Regions from separate parts of the Bos taurus genome. Here region 2 is linked to region 1. The links are chromatin contacts, called in public Hi-C maps. All regions are on one chromosome and are shown on one strand. The core of a region is the stretch at or near the end of the contact, and the rest is flanking DNA. Distances in the headings are between cores, read along the strand shown.

Region 1 (6,055 bases), core at 2,768-5,267:
AAAAAAAAAAGGTGGTGGGGGAGCCGGGGGGGAGCCGAGGGGGAGCAAAGAAGGAAACAGCCAGGTTGAATTCCCAGTCTTTATCAAGCAATTCGCTCACCAATGAAAGAAAGCTGCAGTGGCAGATTCGAGCCACATGCGGTAGTGTGTAGCAATTAGTAGATAAAATGCTGACTAAAGTGCTAAAACATGAAGTATTATTATAGCCAAGGTCAAAAATGTTTCAGTTGTTTTTTACAATTTGGGGGAGGGGGAGTCCCAGAGCTGGGGAGAGAGGGTTGAATTTTTGAAATGGTCGCCTTCTTTTTTCAAATTGTACTTTTTTTTTTCTTTTAATGATCCTGTTTATTATAGTCCAAGCTGCCTAATTATGTCACTGCTGGTTCTTGCAACTAACTTAATCCTCCTGATCCTTTATGAAATGATTCGCAGACACTGAAAAATGTGTCTACTGCTTCCCCACTCCCTTGAGGGGCGGGCATGATTTTTAATTTTTTAACCTTTTAAATAAACCAAGTAACTTAAAACAGAGTTGGAGTTTGGACTAGCAAAGCAGCAGGGATATAGATATGTAGGTATAGGTTCCTGTGTTTTGGTGTAAGAAAGAATCCAGAAATAGTGTGTGGTATAAACATATACTGCTTTTTTCCTACTCTTCTTGTATACACAGTGAGTCCCAGCTGTGTACAAGCTTTTTTATAGATAAATAAAGCAGTTGCTTTCATGATTATAACTGTCCTGAATGGATTGTCTTCTTACAACATTCAATCTGTTTATGAGTATTTACTTTACATTAGCCCAAGGACCCTGCACTGCGGGAGTTTGCCTCTATTCCCCTGGGTGTCCGTGTCTCAAGTCTTACATCTGCTCTGTGATTGATGGAGCCTTGAATCCACGTTATTACTCTCTCACAAGCAGAAATCAAACAGGCTATTAACTACATTACTTCAAAGAACTGTTTCAATACAATCTCCTTATCTTAATTGAAACTTTCTTTGTATGGATATTTGCTACATAGATAATTTACAGGTGCCTATCAAGCCTAATATTAAAGAAAGAAAATACAGGATTTTTTGTTTTGTTTTTGTAAACACACCATTGTGATCTGTAATTTTAAAAGTCATTCCAGGATTGGACCTGAAGTTTGATTTATTAGATTTTATTATGTTCATGGGGGTGGTGGTGCTGCTGCTAAAATAAGAGAGGGAAGAAGTCCCTGTGATTCAGTTTTGAAATTTAGCTTCCATCTGATTACAAGATTGTAGATATTCAAAAATATTCAGACCTAGATCACTGCAATTGTTAACATCTCAAAAACCTTGTCGAGAGTCAGGCAGCATTCAGCCTAGTTCAGCACCTACCTTGAAGAGATACAGAAATAGGGTTTCTAATTAAGTGAAGTTCCTTACAGACCCTTAAAGACTTAATAGCACCAAAACCAGCAGAAGTTGCTTAGATGCTATGAGGAGCTATGTATTTTTAAAGAGAGAGATTTAATATACAATCGAGGGATACCCTCAGGCATTCTGTTGAGGTTTCCTGCATAAATGCTGCTGCGTTGGTCATACAGGAAACTGACTCACAGTCGATCTCAAATATGATCTTGTCAAAATACTGCAACTCAAGTTTTTTAACATAGGATTTCTTGAGCTGGATGTGTATATTTACACTAACAGGACAGAGACTAACTGAAGCCTTAGGTGTCTCTCATATATTTTTAAAAAATTATGTAAAATGCCCTTCAGTCAAATCCATTCATATGTAAAAAAATGAACAAAATGGGTTATTCTAATCAAATGTCTGCAGTAAGCATCATAAACTTAAAAAAGAGAGAGAAAGCGCCAGAGAGCTGTAATTTCTCTTTGTAACCCATGTTTATAAAATAGAAAGATCAGATGAAATTTCAAGGAAGATAATTAAAGAGTGATGTGCAAGTCATAATTTGGCTAATGCAAAAGATGGGAGGCTGCGAATTTTTACACTGTCCTTCATGGTGCAGAGTTGTGATATTACTTTAAATTATTAAAATAGTTTCGACATCTTTCAGAATACCGGCTCTTGGGCATGGGCTTTTATTACTTATTGTAATTGGAGGATCTGCCATTTTCTTGCGTTTATCTCTGTGTGTATAGAAACGAGATAGATCTTGCCTTTTATTACTTCCCCATGTTCTGAATCAAAAATGTGGTTTAGATAATGTTAAGTGCCCTAATTCTTACTGCAGCGGACGCAGACGTTATGAAAAAGCATAAAAATACACACAGAGGGTCTTTCCACCTCAAGTCACTGAATATTAGGCATTTGTGCTCTGCCGGGTGTATTAACTTCAGCCATGTGAATATAATTTTCATTAAAGTAATCCTGTTTCAACTAGATGCTGTGACTGGAGGTGAAACGTTGCGAAAGCGTTAAAAATAGCTTACTAGTAATTTCAACATCCTGTAATTTTATCACAGATCAAGTTTCAACTGTCATACTATACAGACCTTATTCCCCATATAGTACATGTTTACTTTTTTAGCATGCCAGACCCACTTTGGAAAGATTGGTGCCAATATAATAAAATCGGGAGGGGGGTTGATACTGAAAGGAGTGGGAGGAGAGCGGGGAAGGGGGTGGGAGAGCGTGGGGGAAGCGAGTACACCATTTTACATCAACACTGCGAAAATGCAATCTAGCCTGGCGGAGGACCGGCAGCTGGGTCGGAGCGAGCGAGGGCTTTGCAGTCTCTGCCTGTTCCTTGTTCTGTCGCTCTTAAGTTTCTCTGTGTTTGCATAATAGCCGTGCATGCAAACCTCGCAATGCTCCAGGGCTCCAGAACAATAAATATACACATTTAAAGCCTTTATTGTCTTACGGTTCATGCCCCCGGTTTTCAACAGCTTAATTTCTGGTTGTATTTAACTAGTTTGCAAATGGATTTTTTCAGTTTCAAACTATTATTGAGGAAGCTCCCCTCCCTTTTTGGCGGGGGAGGGGTTGGGGGTGGGGTAGGAGTCAGTATATTATTCCTGTAGCGCTGGGTTATATAAACACATTATCATTTGAGAGCGCCCTTGGCGTCCATCAGCATTGTAAACACGTACTAGTGTATATACTTCAAAATTAAAGAATGCACACGCAGAACCAGGAGCCTGAATTCATATTCCGAGCAGACTCGCTGCTCGCATTTATTGATTTATCATGCATCGTTTATTGTTCCAGTCCCTAAATGCAGTCGCTGTCCGTTCAATATTGTTTGCAAAATCCTGAGATGTGTGTGCGCTGCTCACTTGTCTTTCTGTTCTGTTTTTTTTTTTTTCTGAGTATTTTTTTTTTGCGAAGCGAACAAATGCATTAATATTTATATGTTTATATAATCGATAACCCACTTTTCCCTTCCACGTAAATAGGCATCAAAAGATAATTTAACAGATTAGTTCTCGAAAACATGGCAGTGAGGAAGCGTAATTTAACTATCAAACAAATCTACATGTCTAATAACAGCAAATCTGCTAAGGAGCATTAGAAAGAGGAGCAGCGCCCCGGAATCTCTGCAGGAAATGTTCTTTATATTAGACATATACAAGCAGGTCCTGTCAGATGCACAGCGGAGCTCGGTAGCTCTCGTCTCCTCCAAAAATTTCATCAAACGACATTGCTAGACCAGGGAGATTGGGAAGAGGGAGATCGCATCTTCACACAATTTTAGGGTAGAATTTATTTTTACAAACCTCCCTATACGTTTTTTGCCTTGATCCATCCGCTTCCCGCCGAGATCGGACGGAGCCTTTCTGTCGATTATGAATTTGATCAACCTACATTTGGAAGGAAACCTACATAGTTCTGACAGGAGCTGAAAATTGAGACGTCAGAGAAATATTAGGACATAATTTCAATCATTTTAGTGCCGAAGGGGAGGCAAAAACTTAGTTTTATATTGAGACAGTAAGCCGGCTGAATGCAGAGAATGTGTCTCCCTTCCAGGACCTGATGCAATCCATTCAAGCCAACAAGTTTGGAGAGAATGTTGAGTTCAATCAATTCAGAACGTCGAGATGGAGCCCAACTCACTCCAGGTATTTCGCTCTCCTCCGCTCTTCCGATCCCGGCACCCCCCGGCACCCCCCAGCCCCCCGGCTCACCCACACCTCTGCACCCACCCACGCCCCCCACAAACTTTTCACCAAACTTTTACCCTCTACATCCCCCAAATAATTTTTATTGTTTTAAAAAAATCCCTGATCATACATACATAATGTAATTTTACCGCCTCAGATGGAGAGGTAGGGAGAGGTGGCGGGGGGTGGGGGTGGGGGGGCCGGAGGTGTTTTTTTTTTTTTTTAAGGGAGGCAGAAAATTTGTGGGCTCTATTATTTTTCCACCCAGCTTTATATCTGTTGGCTCTTCTGTATTAAGAGTGGATGTCTGTGTGTAAATGTGTCTGGGAATAGACGTTTGTGCTCTGATGGCTACATTATTTATTTGGTGCTTTTTTTCCCCTGCAGTGGGTCGGCTCACCGTGTGGCTTGCACGGACCTTACATTTTCTACAAGGCTTTTCAATTCCACCTTGAAGGCAAACCAAGAATTTTGTCCCTTGGCGACTTTTTCTTTGTAAGATGTACGCCAAAGGATCCGATTTGCATAGCGGAGCTCCAGCTGTTGTGGGAAGAGAGGACCAGCCGGCAACTTTTATCCAGCTCTAAACTTTATTTCCTCCCAGAAGACACTCCCCAGGGCAGAAATAGCGACCATGGCGAGGTGGTAAACTTATATCTCCCTCTCTTCTTTCTTTATTATTTTTTCCCGTAGTAATGCTTATTACAGGGCAAGCTTGAAAATACTGTATTCACTTCTGCAGACGAGCAAGATCGACTTCTTTTTTAAAGGGGTAGCGCCACTAGCTGGGGCTCGAGTATTTTGCCATTGTCAGAGTTTGGCTGTCAGCTTTACAAAGAGGATCCAACTGCTGATTTTAGTCAAGATCAAATAACTTGTTTGAGAAGGGTTTTGTTCAAGGATGTGTGTGTGTGTGAGTGTGTGTGTGTGTGTGCGCGCGCGCGCGTGTGTGTGATCTTTCTGTTGCTGCTTGAACATCACATGCTTTTTATATTTTTTGCTTTTTGAAAATTTACCTTCGAGTCTGGCTCGGTCGGGGATGGGTGGATTTCTTTCGGTGGGTTTCGATATTGCTCTTTTTTTTTTTTTTTTAAGTAAGTATTTGATATGTTTAAGAGGGCGGAAATTACGAAATGGAGGCAGAGTGAGATCAAAAGCTATTGAGTTGGCAAAGACGTGTTGAATAAAGTGATAAATGACAGGTACTGGAATAATACATTCAAATAACTTGCAGATCTGCCCGGGCGGATTTCAAAGCGGTCGTGTAACCGGCACAAACACGTTAGGCATTAACAACTATCTCTCGTCCCCACCCCCTCTCCCCGGACAGACCATTTGATGTTTTTACTTTTCAATTACTCCACGCAAAGTGGACGTCTTCCAACGCGATCTTTGGGGATGTGGGGGACGCGGACCGCGGAGGGAAAGGCAGAGGGGTGTGTGCTCGCCCACAGGCCCTGCGGGTCCGGCGTCCTCGGTGCCCAGACGGCGCTCCCGGGGAGGGTGGAGAGGGAACGAGCCTCCCCGGCACGTTTCTGGGCGGCCGCGGGGGCGCTCGTCGCGTTCCTGGGAGGACGCCCGAGGTGAGCCCGCTGTCACCGGGCGCAGGGGCGGCCGCCTCTATTCGGCTCTGTCATTTCATGTGTGACCGCAGTTCTGCGGGCTCCCCTCGTCAGCTGACCGACCTCAGCGCCGTGGTACCTACCCGGGGAACTATTTTGGGGAGGCTGTGCCCACTGCGCGGCGGGGAGGGAGGGTGCGCGGCCGCCTGGCAAGGCTTTGTGTTGTCCAAGCGAGAGCACGGTAATCAAACTCAGACTTTTGAGGGCAGCTAGCTCTGTCTGTTCCAGGCTCTCGAGCTTTCGAGGTAGGTGTAAGGATCTTTTTGTTAAATGAATGGTTCCCCGTTTAACTCATCCCGGAGCGGAGCTCGAAGCTGCCTGCCAGTCAGTCCT
Region 2 (6,131 bases), core at 2,552-5,051, 130 kb after region 1:
TCCTCTCTTTTAACAACCTCTGGTTATTGTCTCTGTGTTGGAAGACTCAGCCAGAGTGGACAACATTCAGCCTTCATGGAGGTATACCAGATGTCTAGTGATCCTCGGGCTTTCATTGCACTTACTCTTTCTTCTTGGGTTCTTTATGGTGCTTACCTCTATGCCAAGGGTTCAAGTGTTTCTACCGTGTCAATAATACACCCACTAGAGAACTACTGGCCTCTTGAAATGCTTGAAGTGATGTGTTACTTCACGTGTCTGTGCATGTAATAGTAATAATAATGAAGTCCACCATTTATTCACTTCAGTTCAATCACTCAGTTGTGTCCAACTCTTTGCAACCCCATGAATCGCAGCACGCCAGGCCTCCCTGTCCATCACCAACTCCCGGAGTTCACACAAACTTATGTCCATCGAGTCAGTGATGCCATCCAGCCATCTCATCCTCTGTCGTCCCCTTCTCCTCCTGCCCCCAATCCCTCCCAGCATCAGAGTCTTTTCCAATGAGTCAGCTCTTCACATGAGGTGGCCAGTGCACTGGAGTTTCAGCTTGAGCATCATTCCTTCCAAAGAAATCCCAGGGCTGATCTCCTTCAGAATGGACTGGTTGGATCTCCTTGCAGTCCAAGGGACTCTCAGGAGTCTTCTCCAACACCACGGTTCAAAAGCATCAATTTTTCGGCGCTCAGCCTTCTTCACAGTCCAACTCTCACATCCATACATGACCACTGGAAAAACCATAGCCTTGACTAGACGGACCTTTGTTGGCAAAGTAATGTCTCTGCTTTTCAATATGCTATCTAGGTTGGTCATAACTTTCCTTCCATGGAGTAAGCGTCTTTTAATTTGTGTTTTCTAAATACCAGATAATGTGCTAGTCATGTTGTCTCATTTTATCTCATTCATAGTCTTTCTCAGTCATAATTGTTCAATCCTTTTTTTTTGACAAATGGGCAAATTCAACCCCAGAGATGGACTTGCCCAGGGTCATACAGTTGCTTGGTTGGTGAATATTATGAAGAACTCTCTGATCTCAAAGCCTCTGCTTTCTTAACTTCCTTATGAAACTTGGGGATCCAGCAACAGTTTTACCAACTTCACCAGCCTTCTGTGAAAGGTATACCTTTTTTTAGAAAGCCAACTCTAAGGGATGCTTTAAACCAAGTGAATGATTTTGAATGAGACTGCGTTTAATTTCAAAACAGTGTCCTTTGCTGGCAAAGATAATCATATGTAATGTCATCTTGCAACCTCTCTGCATGTGTGTGATTTCATAAAACTGGTGTAGCAGTTTATTATTATAAAATTAGTATCACATAGAACAAACCCGGGACCCAAGCCAGACAAAATAGACAATGAGTAGTTATATAAGGTTTTGGAAGCACATGTAGTAGAACACAAGCTCACTGTATTTTCTTCTCAATTGTCTGCTGTTTGTTAATGTTTCCTTTTCACCGTGATTGCATCTCGGTTTAATAGCACTTGCCATCTCAGGCTTTATGGTGCCAGGCCTGACATAGTTACATTCCCTTTGTGCTAAAAATATTGCATGTATATATTCAACCGCAGCCCGACATGTTTAGCTAATGGGCTACTCAAGGAGCTCTGCGCTTATATAATTAAGTGATGTATGTAATTTTGTGTTAACACATTTGCAATGTGTGTTTCCCTGGTGATTGCAATACTTTATTCCGTGTAAAGTGTGACATTTTAATTCCCGCTGAACAATTTCCTACCTTGATTTGCCTTGTTTTTGTGGCAGGGGATTATTTTGCAATCAAGATAAAAGCATTATTTATGAAATTTCTAGGCTATCCCATTACTGGGAACTTTTAACTGCAGATCAATCTCGTATTTTATTGATCTTTGTTAAAAATCTTTATTAGAATTTAAATTTGATCTCTACATTATAGATTTGCTGAGACTTTGGCCTGTAGGAACACTTTTTTTTTTTTAAGGCAGCTTTGCAGGGATGGGGTTTTATTAAAAAAATAGTTCTCGCCAGACAGTGTGCCGTCTTCCCCAGAGAACTTTGTTTCTCTTCCATGTTGCTCTTTCACCCTCTTTAGGTCTCCAGTAGAGCCAGCATCATCCTGTGGGCTTGGAGGGTCTTGGCAAAACAAGTCAGATTTATAGATTTTCACAGACAAGGCAAGTCTCCGTTAAGCTTTTAATTGGTTGACAATAGCTGGGCCTCAAAGTTACACAGTGGGAATTAAAATGTGAATGCATATTTTCCCCCCTTATTAATGGCCACTGTGACCAAGGGAAGGTGCTACAGACAGGAAGGTGAATAGCCCAGCCACTTTCCCCTCTTCAGAAATATTTCTTTTCTCTCATGGAATCAGCAGTCAGTACAATTTAATAAGCATTTACTAGACCCTCACTAAGTACCATACACTGCTTTCAAAATATGATCGTCAACTGTTCTGTAAATGTTTATTGAGCACCTACTATGATGCTGCTGCTGTGACTAAGACTGATGTCATCTCTTTAGTCTGGTGAGGCAGAGAGACCCACAGATGATTTCAGTACAGGTGCTGGGGTAGAAGCATACTTGATCTAGAAGTTACAGACAAAGAAATCCTCCCCCAGCGGGAGACGTGGAAAATAAGGAAGTGTCTTAGGGGATGCAATTCCCAATGCAAGTCTAGGGGAACAAGTCCAAGTTGGGGCAGGAAGGACAGAGGTGAAGAAGGAAGGGTGTTGTTGTCAGAGCTCGGGCACAGGTGTGAAGCCATGTGAAGAGCCTGGAACCTCTAAGGCATTTGTTACCACTGGAAGGTAACAAGGATGCTCCGAGGCAAGGTGGGCGGTGGTTCATGTCTCCCGCAGGTCTTGAATTCCCAAAGTCTTTCCTCACATGAGGAGGCCCCTGGGCTTGCTTTCAGCCCAGCCCAGCAAAAGCAAGCAGGTGGCAGGCGCTGAGGCCAAATGCCGAGTATTGCCCTGCTGGCTTCATGAACGTTTTCCTTTTAGTCCCTCCCATTTGGGTCTGAGCAAACAGCTGGGAGTGTGGTGCGCAGAAGTCCCGCCAGAGGACCTACGGTTGTATGCTCCAAGTGAGCTTTCTCAGTTGTGTGTTTTGGCATTCGAACACAGCGGGAATGTCCTTGTCAGCTCCCATTTGACTTTATTAATTGCAGTTCCTTGGAAAGTGTGTTTTAGTTACGTGGTCTTGGGATGACAGAGCTCACCCCGCAGAGAGACCCAGGAGGAGGTATTCGGGGCCCGTTGCAAAGCCATCTGCTGCCAAGGCATCACTGCTGGTCCCTTGCAGCCAGCAGACATGGGTGTCCGTCATGCTCTGCGGCCAACAGACATGGGTGTCCGTCATGCTCTGCGGCTAGCTGTGTGACTGTGGGGAGTCTGCAGTCTCTGGGCCTCCCCTTCCTGACAAGTAGAATACGGATTTGGACTCAGTGGTGTCTGAGGTTCACCTTACGCTGGAATGTCATCATTCTTTAAATTACTCAAATGAAGAATCCTGCCACCATCACAGCTCCTAGCAGTGATCTTTGGTTCCAGATCCACTAGAAAACCCACAGGCCACTTTCTACACTTCACGTCTTCTTTGGCTCTATATTTTAGAAGGCTGTCTACACTAGTTAAGATGCAAAGGGAATTGCTAAGCTTCTGAATATTCCTGGAAGATATGGTGGTATGGATCAAATAATCCACTTCATTAGGTGACAGGAGGCTGTCACCTAGCAGCTCCATGTTTCCAGGCCCCGCCCCTCCCCGCCCCCCTCCCCCGGCCAACCCCCACTTCCCAGAGCCCTGAGGCTGAGGTTAATAACGTCAAAAGAATGTTTTAAAATTGCTCTTCTGTTGATTCCAAAGAGTCAGAGCCCTCACGTGGTTAGAGTCCTGGGCTAAGAGTCAAATTCTAAATTTAATTCTAGCCTCTGTGAACGTCTTCGTGCCTCACTCTCTCAACATTAAGTGATGTTTCAGTTTTCTCATCTGCAAAATAGGCCTAAGATCCCTTGCTCCACAGAAATATTTGCAGACAGCTTTGTGGTACACAAGGATTGGCATTATATTGGGGCAGAATATCATTTTTCATTCCATAATGGGGCTGAAACAAAAGCCCTTTTGAGTATGCACCTTGTGTAAACTTACCATGCTTAAATGCTGATGAATTTCAGAGGTCAGCAAACACCACCCCCTTTCTTCATTACATTTTTTAAAGCTAAACAAGGCTAACTAGGGAATTCATTTTGGAATAAAAAGACATGAAAGAAAGGGTATTTCAGCTTGCACAATAGTACGAAGGAGAACAAGAATCATCATGTTTGCTGAAGAACTCACAGCTGCTTAATTTTGTAGTAAAATTACTAAGAACTTTGCAAATTCAAAGACAAAACCAAACAACTGTTGTTGCAGCACTGAATTTCCACGTGTAAGCGGAAAAGCCAAGTTAAGATTAATCTGCCCCTAAAATCACATTAAAAATACAGAACGTTTTTGTTAATGCTGGTTGGAGGAGCGGCTTTTATCTGAAGAGAAGACACATAAAAGAGGGAAATGGTACGTTTACTGGTAATAAGATGAAAAATAGTTTATGTTCTCGTGTACTTTGCCCCCAGCTTTTTCTTAAGCTGCTCAGTCTGTTTTAATGCTAGGTTTGTTTGCTTTTTGGGGATGGGCCTGTTAGGCAGGAAATTGTTGAAAGGCCTACAGCAGAATTTTTATTTAAATGGTGTTTTTAAAAATTAAAATTAAATACCAAATCGAGTAACCGATGATTAAATTTGGAGTTCAGATTTTTGTAAAATTTTATTTTTAGACGATAAGTTCTATACCTGTACTTGTTCTGTAAATTCCAAGTTTCCATATGTTGCCCATTGTCAGAAACAAATAAACTGTTCCTCATTTAAAAAGAAAAAAAGTGGTTTTCTTCCATATTAGGGAATTTATTCAGACTTCTTTCCTTGGTTCCTATAATTCCAAGCCAGTTGGAACATCAGTCTATTTTTGGTTATGAAGAAACTTTTTTAAAATGTAGGCCTGATTTTTTTTTAAGGTTCTAAATCTCATAAAAATCAATTTACCACATATATAACAGTTATGGTTGTAAATAGAGTGAAGTCACTGTATTCTAGAAAGACTGATTTCTAATTTCCATATTAGCCCCTCCCCTCATCCTCTTTCCCTCTCCACGTAGGAGGGCTGCTAAATGTAAATTCTGAAACACACAAAACAACATAAGGTTGTGATTTGTGACTGTTTCTGTCGAGGCTGAATGTTCTTACCTGAATTTGATTAAACACTCTAGTTAGTTTCTGGGTTTTTATGGTTTTCCCACCACATCACATAGATTGACCACAAGAGGGCAACCGAGAGTTTCCTTTCAGCTAACAAAGCCAGAAATGGTTTTAATATCAGCTAAGTGTTTTAACTTGCTAAGGATTTATTTCCCCGCCTTCCAGTTGCCACACATGCAGCCTCCGAGTTTCCACTAACAGCGAATAATAATCCAAATAAAGTTCTTCTGAAGGAAAATATAGACAGACTGGTCCAGACAAGAGCTTTTGCCCAAATAAGGAATCCTTGTGTGGAGACCCCACGTGTTAGATAACCATCGACTGACAGTTGGCCGTGAGTTAATAATGTTGGATGCTGAACTATATATACCATGTGCTATAAAAGAGTTTGGAGGGTAAAGACAAATACTGCTACGGTTAGATTTCAGAGACATACCAGAGGTGTGCAGACTGCTTCTCTAGATGTAAGTTGAACCTGCCAAATAATTCCATAAAAATTATTGTTACAAGTATTGGCGGAATGAATAATTGTCATTACACATTTTGTTGATGTTGTGGAGATTTTAGTCTGAATCTCTCTGCATGCCATTGCCTTAAATGCTATGTCAACTCTTGCCTTCTAAGAAAAGAAAATATTTCCTAACTTGATTTCCACTGCTACCATTGCTGTTTTTGTTTTTATAATGAGAACCCTGAAAAGGGGGTGGGGGAGTTCTATAAAAGAACCCAGGCAGGTGTGTAACCCTTTGATTGGCATGTTATATTTGGAGAACCCTGTTCCTCCCCTAGGTCGGTTTCTATGCTGCTGCTGCCACAGGATCAAAAGAGGAGGAGGGGGAGGGGGACAGGCTTTAAATTCAG

What was found. Hi-C and Micro-C count contacts between places; a contact is called where the count stands out from the background.
Region 2: a Hi-C map of an unstated tissue shows a contact between it and region 1, with 2.1 times the contacts expected there. The contact joins the enhancer-like site here to the promoter of ARID5B in region 1. A contact is called at or near these places in 3 of 11 Hi-C or Micro-C datasets (blood, skin fibroblasts and an unstated tissue).

The regions. Positions count from the first base shown.
Region 1 is chr28:17,912,541-17,918,595 of ARS-UCD2.0, forward strand. ARID5B (AT-rich interaction domain 5B) reads left to right here and starts at 4,018. Exons shown (of 10, transcript XM_024986848.2): 1 at 4,018-4,058; 2 at 4,488-4,742. The coding sequence starts at 4,038.
Region 2 is chr28:18,047,465-18,053,595 of ARS-UCD2.0, forward strand. All of the region lies in intron 4 of ARID5B (AT-rich interaction domain 5B), which reads left to right. Among named protein-coding and RNA genes, the nearest start is that of ARID5B, 130 kb to the left of the region's middle. Within about 2 kb of position 3,802, at least 30 of the 102 cell types and tissues checked have an H3K27ac peak or open chromatin away from gene starts, as enhancers often do.